2 separate regions of the Capsicum annuum genome follow, and region 2 is linked to region 1. A link is a contact called in public Hi-C data. All regions are on one chromosome and are shown on one strand. The core of a region is the stretch at or near the end of the contact, and the rest is flanking DNA. Distances in the headings are between cores, read along the strand shown. Region 1 holds the start of LOC107867689 (protein MITOFERRINLIKE 1, chloroplastic). Region 2 has its middle 50 kb from the start of LOC107867688.

The links. Hi-C and Micro-C count contacts between places; a contact is called where the count stands out from the background.
Region 2: a contact with region 1 is called in a Hi-C map of leaf, with 3 times the contacts expected there. The contact joins the enhancer-like site here to the promoter of LOC107867689 in region 1. A contact is called at or near these places in 2 of 5 Hi-C or Micro-C datasets (leaf and placenta).

The regions. Positions count from the first base shown.
Region 1 is chr4:177,744,459-177,749,465 of UCD10Xv1.1, forward strand. LOC107867689 (protein MITOFERRINLIKE 1, chloroplastic) reads right to left here and starts at 2,820. Exons shown (of 1, transcript XM_016714040.2): 1 at 1,337-2,820. The coding sequence starts at 2,759. The coding sequence ends at 1,527.
Region 2 is chr4:177,818,282-177,823,288 of UCD10Xv1.1, forward strand. It overlaps the pseudogene LOC107867687. Among protein-coding and RNA genes, the nearest start is that of LOC107867688, 50 kb to the left of the region's middle. Within about 2 kb of position 2,855, at least 4 of the 5 cell types and tissues checked have an H3K27ac peak or open chromatin away from gene starts, as enhancers often do. A contact at or near this core is called in leaf, where this site is marked.

The DNA of each region.
Region 1 (5,007 bases), core at 1,570-4,069:
TTGGATCGTGACATAAGTACAACCTTGAGCTAAGTAGGTGCAGCCTGGAGGTCAATGAAATGGAAGAAGAACCATGGGGCCTCAAGTTCAGATCTCAACCAAAGCCAAAAAAAGACTAGGTGATTTCTTCGTCTCTGACTAAGTCTTAGAGGCAGAGTTAACGGGCACCTATGCTAGTGTGAGGCCGCAGGTACTCGATGAGATTGTCGACCTGCACGCAAGTTGGCCTAAGCACTACTATCATTAGAAAAGTACAACCCTGATCCCAGAAAACCAAATTATATGCAAACAGAGAATTCTGGAAAGCAATAAATGACGTGGAAAAAGATCCCTCAAATAACATCCTTCAAAGGATTTCAAAATACTTTTCTCAACTGGCATTAGCAGTTCCTTTTCCCCCTTTTTAATATTGTTGAGCTTTACAAGTTAGTTATGGTTGCTTAAAGGGGTGCTTAGTACATGCTGCCTTTGACGGAATTCTGTGCATTCCAGTGTCATGATTGAAGATGTTATATAATATGCAGAATAAACCCAACGCACGGACAGCCTAATAGCAGAGTTAAAGACATCTTCTAAGGGATGGGTGATGATCCGAAAAAAAAGAAGACAAATTTCAAATGTCATTCAGGTGACTTGACTTCGGTATAAAACTATTTTCTACATCAGACATAGCAGAGTACGACAATAGAGCATGTAAAAACGATTAATCATAATACTGATTCAGCCACAAAGGTCAATCACAATCGTCCTAGGCAGGACTTGGCTACAAACTCACCAGAAAACACTGTCATTGTAGTCAACAGGGGCTACTTTGTGTTCCAATGTATCCCACTCAATGAATAGAAAAGCAAAGAAATAAAAAAGAAAAAAACTGCAACCTGAGAATTTCTTTTATTTCCTATGAAGACGTACATGACACAATCATCCTGTCAACTAGCAGACCAACCAAAAGTGTTTGTATTCATCTTTTCATTGTGTTACCCGGCTGCTATCTGTTCCCTTTTTTTCATGGTACATTTTCGTTGTCTTTCAATCTATAAATGTGAAGCTCCAAAAATAAGGCATTCTCTTGTACAACGTCATTAAACTTTAGTGCACCGGACTACCCTGCCCAATTCAACACTATTCTTATACACCTTAAACTACCAAAAGACCCATAAGGTGTCATACATAATTAGAAGACAAACAGTTATTTGTTTTTTGAAATAAATGGATTATATAAGATCCAAGTAAAAGCTTTGCTGCCTCCAACCATAGTTCTCTAAACTACACTTCAAACCATTTAAGCTGTAAGGTAGTAATATAGCGCAAGAATAAAAGAGAAAAACACAGGAGGTGATCAACTATACATATCCGCCTAATATTAGCAAACAAATCCAGAGACATTCTTCTTCGCGAACTTGTACGGTCAAAGGTTTCAACTTGTGAAGACATTAATCTACAGAGATATGATTGGAAACAATAAGAAACAAGTGCACTTACAAAAGGTTTTAACAGATGTATTTAATAAACAGTACTCATACATTCTAACTGGCCTGGGCTGCCTCATCTGCAGGAACCAGATTCTTTAGCTCCTTATGCTTCAGATACTGATCCAAGATTGTAAGCCTAGCTGTCTCAAATGCAAAGTACCCCAGAGCTGAAAAGCAAGCACTATGAAGTACTCTAGGACCCATTCCCCGCGTAAAACCAACCCAACCTTCTTCTTTCAATATCTGTCTAACAGTAGCCGAGACGCCAGTAACCATTACAGCAGCAGCCTTATTAGCAGCTTCAGAATGCACCTGAGTCATCAACCTAGTCTTCACCACATCCAAAGGAGTTGTTAGTGAAGCTGATATAGCACCAGCCAATGCCCCACAACAAACACTCTGAAATGGCTCCAACCTTTCCTTCTTCACACTACTCAATACCGCAGCTTTCAAATACTCAAATGATGAATAACTCAAAACCCCAGCAGGCAAATTCCTCAACAATGTAGCACTATATCCAGCATACAACCCCAAAATCCCATCTTTTTCCAAGATTCTCATTAGGACCTGCCAAGACCTCCCTTTAGCCCCAGCCTGCATTCTCTGAGTAATCAATTCCTTCGGCACCATTATCGCAGACGACACAATATTCCCCATTGCACCAGCTGTAGGTGGAATAAGCACAGAAGGGTACCCTTCGAATTTCGACAAAATTGACTTACCAAACTCACAAGTCCCAAAATAAACAGCAGAAGAAGCAGTAGACCCGACAATAACCGCAGAAACACCACTGTAAAAACCAAGAATCCCTTTACTTTGAAAAGTCTTTACAAAAGCATCAACTGCCCCACTGTATATCTCAGATGCCCCTTTAGTTTGAAGCTTAGTTTTAATAGTGTCGAGTGGATGAAGACACACATAAGTAAATGCACCAGCAATGCCACCGCCAGCTGCACCAATAAGTGCTCTTTCAACAACAGAAAGATTCTTGAAAAGTACCTGAACTTTTGGTGAGTCTCTAGCAGCAGTTTTTACAAAACTGGAAGTGGGGTTGTTAATTTGTGCTTCAATTGATACAGAAGTTGAAGAAAACTTGAATTTCGGACTGAAATGACTGTTTCTTGATTTGGGATTTTTGTGTTTAGACAAAAGGCAAGTGTTGAGATTGTTGAAGAGGGAGTTGAATTCATTTTTGAGGTCATTCGGGTCTTGTAGGAGGAGGCTAAGGGAGTTGCCTTTTCGAGTTTCCATTGCTATTTTTCTCACAGATTTTTGGCTTTGGCGCATAGTTGTTGGAAGCAAGTGGAAGTGCGAAACTGCTGGGTAGGTAGGAGATGTGAGGTCGTTAGATGCAATGTGCTCTTTAGCTTTGGATGGGCTTTGGATACTTGGTTCAGCCCAATTACAAATTAATTAGGCCCAAATATACAGATACCCAATGTTGGATATTGGGTACGAGGAGGGGTAGATTGAAGAAACATTTGACAGAGATGATTATATTGGACATGACGCAAGTCTAGGTTATGGAGGACATGAACTTAAATAGGAGGGTGTGGAGGATGTATTAAAATACTAGAAGGATAGTAGGCAAGGGAATGTAGTCAGATAGTCTTGCTTTTTCGAGGGTAGACTTAGTAGTGTATGTCGTTGTACTGGTCGTATCCTTGTAGTTCTTGTTGTTGGGTTTAATTGGTGTGAATGAAAAATGGAGGGACACAATCCTTCGAGGAACAGACACACTGTTTCGAAAAAGGGGTGACTGTTCGGTCAGTTGTGACTGTTCAGAAAAGACATGTTGTTTCGGAATGGACAGACATGACTCTTCCGAAATGATACACCTTTTTGATGAACCATCTCCTTTCTGAAGAGGCACTTCATGGCTATATAAACCTGTATTTTTTCACAGATTTAGTATGAAAATTTCTGCATAAAAAAAAAATCTCTTGCTTCTAAAAACTCTGTGTGATCATCTCCCAATGAGTGAGTTCGATGAAAACCAGAAATTTTGAGGTACCACTACATTCTAGTTGTGAAGCCATTTTATCCTGGAAGAAAAATTCCACAACTTCGGGTACTTGAGGAAAATTATTTCCTTAAGGACACTCCGTGAATTCGGAAGACTAGACTTATTCTGCTTAATCTTTTTTCTTTAAAATAAAATAACACACTTCTTTGATAGTTCATAGTGAACTTGTGTTGAAGGTGTTGAAAAACTTCAAAAGTGTTCTTGATTTAATCTTGAACTTGTGTTGAAGTTTAGGGAACTAACATACAGATTGTGTACCCGAAACAACAATCTTAAGGAAAGAAATTCATAATCTGTATTGTTTGGTTACTGGAGATTAAAACTTTAAGATTTCTACTCCATTTGAACTTAACAAGTGATTTGAAGAAATAAAATCTTCATCACAAGTTAAAGGTCATTTGGTTAGCGATTGGAAGACATAAAAATTTTATCGTTAAACTAGAAATAAGTAGTGTTTATAAGTTGCTACGAACTTGTAATAACTATAAGTTTATACTAAAGGTGACTATCTTTTTGTGACAGAAAAAAAATGACTACAGACGATCATGTTAAAAGTTTGACAAGTGTGGCAGCAACAAGTGTTGCTATAACTAGTCGCACAAATGCGCCACCTGTTATGGCACTAACGGAAAAACCCAAAAAAATTTCTGGAGTTGATTTCAAGAGGTGGCAACAAAAGATGTTCTTCCATCTGACAACCTTATGTCTTCAAAGGTTTATTTCAGAAGATGCTCCAGAAGTTCCTGAAGGAACTTCAGACCAGGAGCAATTCGTTGTAATAGAGGCATGGAAACATTCTGATTTCCTATGTAGGAATTACATCCTGAGTGGCCTCCAAGATGACTTATACAACGTCTACAGCATAATGAAAACATCTACAGAATTGTGGAATGCGCTGGAAAAGAAATATAAGACCGAGGATGCAGGAACCAAGAAGTTCTATGTTGCACGATTCCTTAAGTACAAAATGATTAACAGCAAGACTGTCGTTTCTCAAGTACAAAAATTGCAAGTCATCATCCATGATCTCCTTGCGAAAGGTATGAATTTAATGGATACCTTATTTGAACAAGTTAAAAATGCTCTTAATGTTCACATAAACTGTGTTGCATTTGATTGTGAACGAGGCATTTTAAGTTGCTGCAATTATTGAGAAGTTGTCACTTGTGTGGAAGGACTTCAAGAATTACTTGAAACATAAATAAAAAGAGATGACAGTCGAAGACCTCATTGTGAGGTTTTATATTGAGGGAGATAATAAAGCCACAGAGAAAAGGTCTAAAGGAAATTCTGTAATGAATAAAACTAATATTGAAGAAGACGACCCCGACTACTAAAAAAAGCGGAAGAAAGCGGGACAACAAAGCAACCAGCCCAAGAAGAAATTCAAGAGGAAATTCTTTAATTGTGGCAAGATTAGCCACAAATCTACAGATTGTCATGCCCCAAAGTAAGGCAAAAATAAGGATCAATCAAATATGATTAAATCCAAGAACGAAATGGACGATC
Region 2 (5,007 bases), core at 1,605-4,104, 74 kb after region 1:
TTTAAGTTATTAATTGTTGTGATTCGTGGTAACAAATTAGTTTTTGGACATGATATCCAATTAAATAAATAAAAAAATTTTACTTCCAATATATAGTTATAGTTAATTAACAAAAATTAACAGAATATATTAAATATTTGAACCATTATGATGAAACAATAGAATTATTATACATTAGGACATGGTATGTAATTAGGTGGGAGTGGAGAGTTTTTTGGTAATTGCATGAGAAGGTGGTCGAAACCACCTCTTCTATATAATAGAAAAGAAATATATATATATGAAAAAGAAAAAGGGGGAAATGGGCAATTGCGGGATAATTGGACGCCAAGACTAATGGTCTACACTAGGCTGCTGAACTTAGGGAAAAGACATCATTTCCATCCCATACTATACAAGAAAAATCTAAGCCACACCTAAATTATATAAGTGACCTATTACACACCTTAACTATATAAAAGTGATATTATTACCTCCCCGCGACCCCCATTCTAAGGCGCGTGTGTTACACTTATTTTAGACGCGTTCAGCCTATTAAATAACAAAAGTAAACGACTAAAAATATTAAGGGAAAAGGTATCATTTCCACCCCAAACTATAGTCGAAAAGTCGAATCCACACTTAAACTATATAAGTGACCTATTACACATCTTAACTATAAAAAAAATGATACTTTTTACTGACGTGATGCTGACGTGGCAGCCCGTGTAAAACACTACACCACATGCAAGTGGTGGTAGCCTGACAAGGTGTAAATAGTTTCACTTTTTGATAGTTTAGGTGTGTAATAGGTCACTAGTATAGTTTAGGTGTGACTTCGACTTTTCAGGTATAGTTTGGGGTGAAAACGATGTCTTTTCCCGCTGAACTTACAAGATGACATCTTTCACCATGATTTTCAACCTTATATTTCTCATTTTGTATTTTTATTTTTTTGGCTATAAGGAACAACATATATATATCCAATTGCAATTTGCATGAATATAACAAAAAAAAATGTCTAGAGTGAAATACTACTTAGTTAATAGAAAGGCTAGAAATGAAACATTTCAAGCAAGTTAGTAGGCGTCTGGTTGTTTGGACATCAATTGATTAATTTTGGAGGGAAAAAATAAAATTTGAAATTAAGTTGAAAAGGAATATTTGAAAGTTGACGTTGCGTCTGAACATGAAAATTTGAGCCCCTAAAATTGAGATAATGAATCAATTTGATTAACTTATTTGAAATTGTAATCTCCAAATATTTAAATATTTGAAAAGAAGTATGCGTGGAATATACAATACTTAAAAATTTCTCAAATAGTGTAAATTATTCTAAACTCTTATTTTATATAGCTCTCTTAGAATTCAAATTTTCTAACCAAGCAAATTAATCTGTAACATAATTTTCTTTATCAAATGGTCTTTTACAAATTTTTATTCAATATTTCTTTCCTCTATTACCAACATTTTATCGGTTTAGGTTAACGTCTCGAACGTCATGTACTCATTAAAAAATGGAAGAAATTAGTGAATTATTTGACATAAAATTTTAAATCAAGCATTAGAGGCAATAATGTCAATATTCAATAGTCAATGTTCAATAGTAAGTAGTACTTAGTATTTTTGAATTAAGTTGACGGGAAGGGCGGCTTTTATTCACAAGTTTTAGAATATATCAACAACATTAAATTACATGGAAATCTTCCGTAAGAATTGTCTATTTCTTCATTAAATTATAATGGCGTACATATTTAATTTTATACAACAACAATAATAACATATCCTATATAATTTTACATGTGTAGTTTAGAAGCGTATGATTAATTTTACTTGGCCTTTATTGACTGAGCACACCCTTTAAGTAAATTTTAGTTCAAAATATATTTTACTAAATTAATCTTATTAATGATGCTTTGAAACTCTAAGTTTGACGATTATTACTTTATGTACAGCAATAACACAACACCCAGTATAATTTTATAAGTGGAGTTTAGGGATGATAAAAAGTATGTAAAAGTGTTTGTCCGAGTAAACTCTCTACCCAAAGAAATGTAATTAAAGTTGGAGCTAAAGGAAAATAACGATAATAAACTAAAAAGAAAGACGATATTACAAATAAAAGTTGTTTATGTACAAGTAATTCCAAAACATTTACCAAATGAAACTTTTTGTGGGTCTCGTGATCATAGAACGTAACTGGCCGACATCTTCTTCTTGATTTGGACATTTTCTCAAAATACCATAGACAAAAGAAATTTGTTTACTTAAGTTTCAATTAATTTACTACAAACAATTGAGGATTCTTCCTTCCAAAGTTGGGATTGTATACCTACTTTTTCTTTTCAAAATTTCCACTCAAAATAGTTGGTTCATACCAAATTGTTTATAAAATATTTTTTACTCTAGAGCCTGATTTTGAACTAAAAAAAAAAAGATTGAGGAAATTATGATCTCAAATATGTCCTCATATTCGTGTTGCTATTACATTATGTCATTAAGAACAAGGAAAATATTTAATATTAAATATTGTACTCGAGTGTACCATAGGTTCGGTGTTGTCAATGTTGAGCTAAATTAATCCGAATAAAAACACATTCGCCAAAAAACAATTTTAACATGATGTGAACTTATTAATCTTGAGCCAAATCTACGTAATTTGCTAAAAAGAAAGTTGTATGTATGGTTTAAAAATATTCTAATGGTAATGGTGTGAAATATTTTGAGAGAAAATTACATTTTTTAAAAAAAAAGGAAAAAAAAAAACAGAAAATAATCTCATATTCTGTACTAAGATTATATATATTTTTATCCCACAAATCAAACACCCCGAATATTTGGAGAGCGTGGAAAGAAAAACAAAAAAGATGAGAGTGATACGGATCATGGAGAAATTATTTGGAGGTTGGAAACATGTGTCTATTCTGGATTCTCATTAAAATGGTAGGATTATCCTAATATGGAGGCCTGACTATTATAAGGTGGAGTTGGTGCAACAATCAGCTCAAATGCTTACCTGCAAAGTGTGTTATATTCCCCACCAACTAGTGTTCATGCTATCTGTAGACTAGTATATGGCTATAACACTAGAGAAAGGGAGGAAGGAATTATGGGATGAGATGAAGAGGTTTAGTCCAACTTGTCACATTCCATGGCTGTTGTTAGGAGATTGTAATGCAGTTTTACATAGAACTGATAGAGATGGTGGTAACCCTGTGAAAAAATTCAGGAATGTGTAGATGATTGTGATTTAACTAAATTGCCATCAAGAGGACAGAAATACACCTGCAGTGATAGAAGTAGTGGAGACACAGAAATTATCCAAAAATTGACTGGATTTTTATGAATTCAGTTTGGTTAAATAGCATGTCTTCTTGTGGTGGTGAGTATCTACCCGAGGGAATTAGTGATCACTGCCAGCCAAGGGTGTATTTGCAGAATCAAGTTAGAAGGAATGGAAGAATATTTCAGTACCATATCTACACATCCCCAATTCACTAACATTATTCAATCTGGCTGGCTTAATAAAGAGGAGAGATGTAAGATGTGGAAGATAATAAGGAAATTAAAAAGATTGAAGTATGACTTTTAGAAACTGAATTCACCACTTTAGGAATATAGTGACTGATACTCAAGCTGATAGAGAAGCATTGGAGAAGGTGCAGAAGAACCTCCAAGATGATCTATCAAATATTGAACTATAGAAGAAAGAGAAACTTGCATATGACAGATAGATACACTTTATACATGGCAGAGCAGTTCTTACAGCAGCAAAGCAAAGTAACATGGTTGAAGTTGGAGATGATTGTACTAGATACTTCTTTGCTGTTATCAAACATAAAAGACTACAGCACGCTATAACATAAGTCAGGATGAGCAGGGCAACTGGCAATATTACCAGGCAGTCATAACTAACATCTTTGTTGATTTTTACAGGAAGTTACTTGGTGAAGAATCTGCAAACAGGAGAACAGTTTATGCCTACTTCTTTAGTAATTGTGCTTGGACTAAGGTGATCATTAATGCATTGACCAGTGGGCCAGAGTGTGAATTCCAGCCGGAGATGTGCAACAGGTTTTTAATAAAATCAGGAATAGGAATTGGAAGCAATTCAAAAAGTGGTAATCGCTGCACCATGGAGCTCTATGGTCACATGTATCAAGAGAAGCAGTGGAATACATATAGTGTAATTACACAGATCAAACAGAGTTTTAAAGTTAGGCTAGATATGTTAGACAAAGCAAAAAAGGAAGTAGGTGCAGCAGGTTCCTTCAAGCTTTTTTACTTATAATTAGTTGAATATTGAGGCCCACTTGCTTAACTTTCAAAAGAGAAGTCTTGGAGTAACTGGTAAAGTAGTTAACATATGACCATAAAGTTACGGATTCAATTCTTGAAAATATGCAAAGTAAGACTGCTCGCAATCCACCCTTGTGGTGGGGCCCTTCCTAGGATCCTACACATAGCGAGAGCTTTAGTGCACCAAGCTGTCCTTTATTTGCTTTAACTTTCAAGGTTGGTTAGCCGTAGGTGCTCTATAGGTATATGATTGTATTGTTAATGGTAATGTTTATATTTGTTACCGAAAAAAGAAAAAAAACTAAACTAATCACCTTAGCCTTTTGACACTTTAGTTCTTGAATCAGCATGCTACATAAAACTTAAACATTTTGCTATTGGAAGAAACAAAAGATGGTAGATGATTATTCAGATTTCAGGTTGCAACAAGATTAAACCAATTCTAAAGCTGAATTGTCTTTGGTAAAACTATCTTGAGAACACAAGACTATGCGACGTGATTTCACTATGCTAAAATCAACCTAGTGTAATACTGGGATATTTCAAACAACAGTACATATATCCATATAAGCAGAAGAACGGATAAAAAATGAAGAGAGCTCAAAAATAATATCTCGGACCTCGCAGAAGCCAGTTCATAAAGCTTCTCTTTAATACAAAACTGCATCAGTTAACAACAGGAGGATCTCTGTACATCAGAAAGTTGCTCCAGCATTGCTTGAATATGCC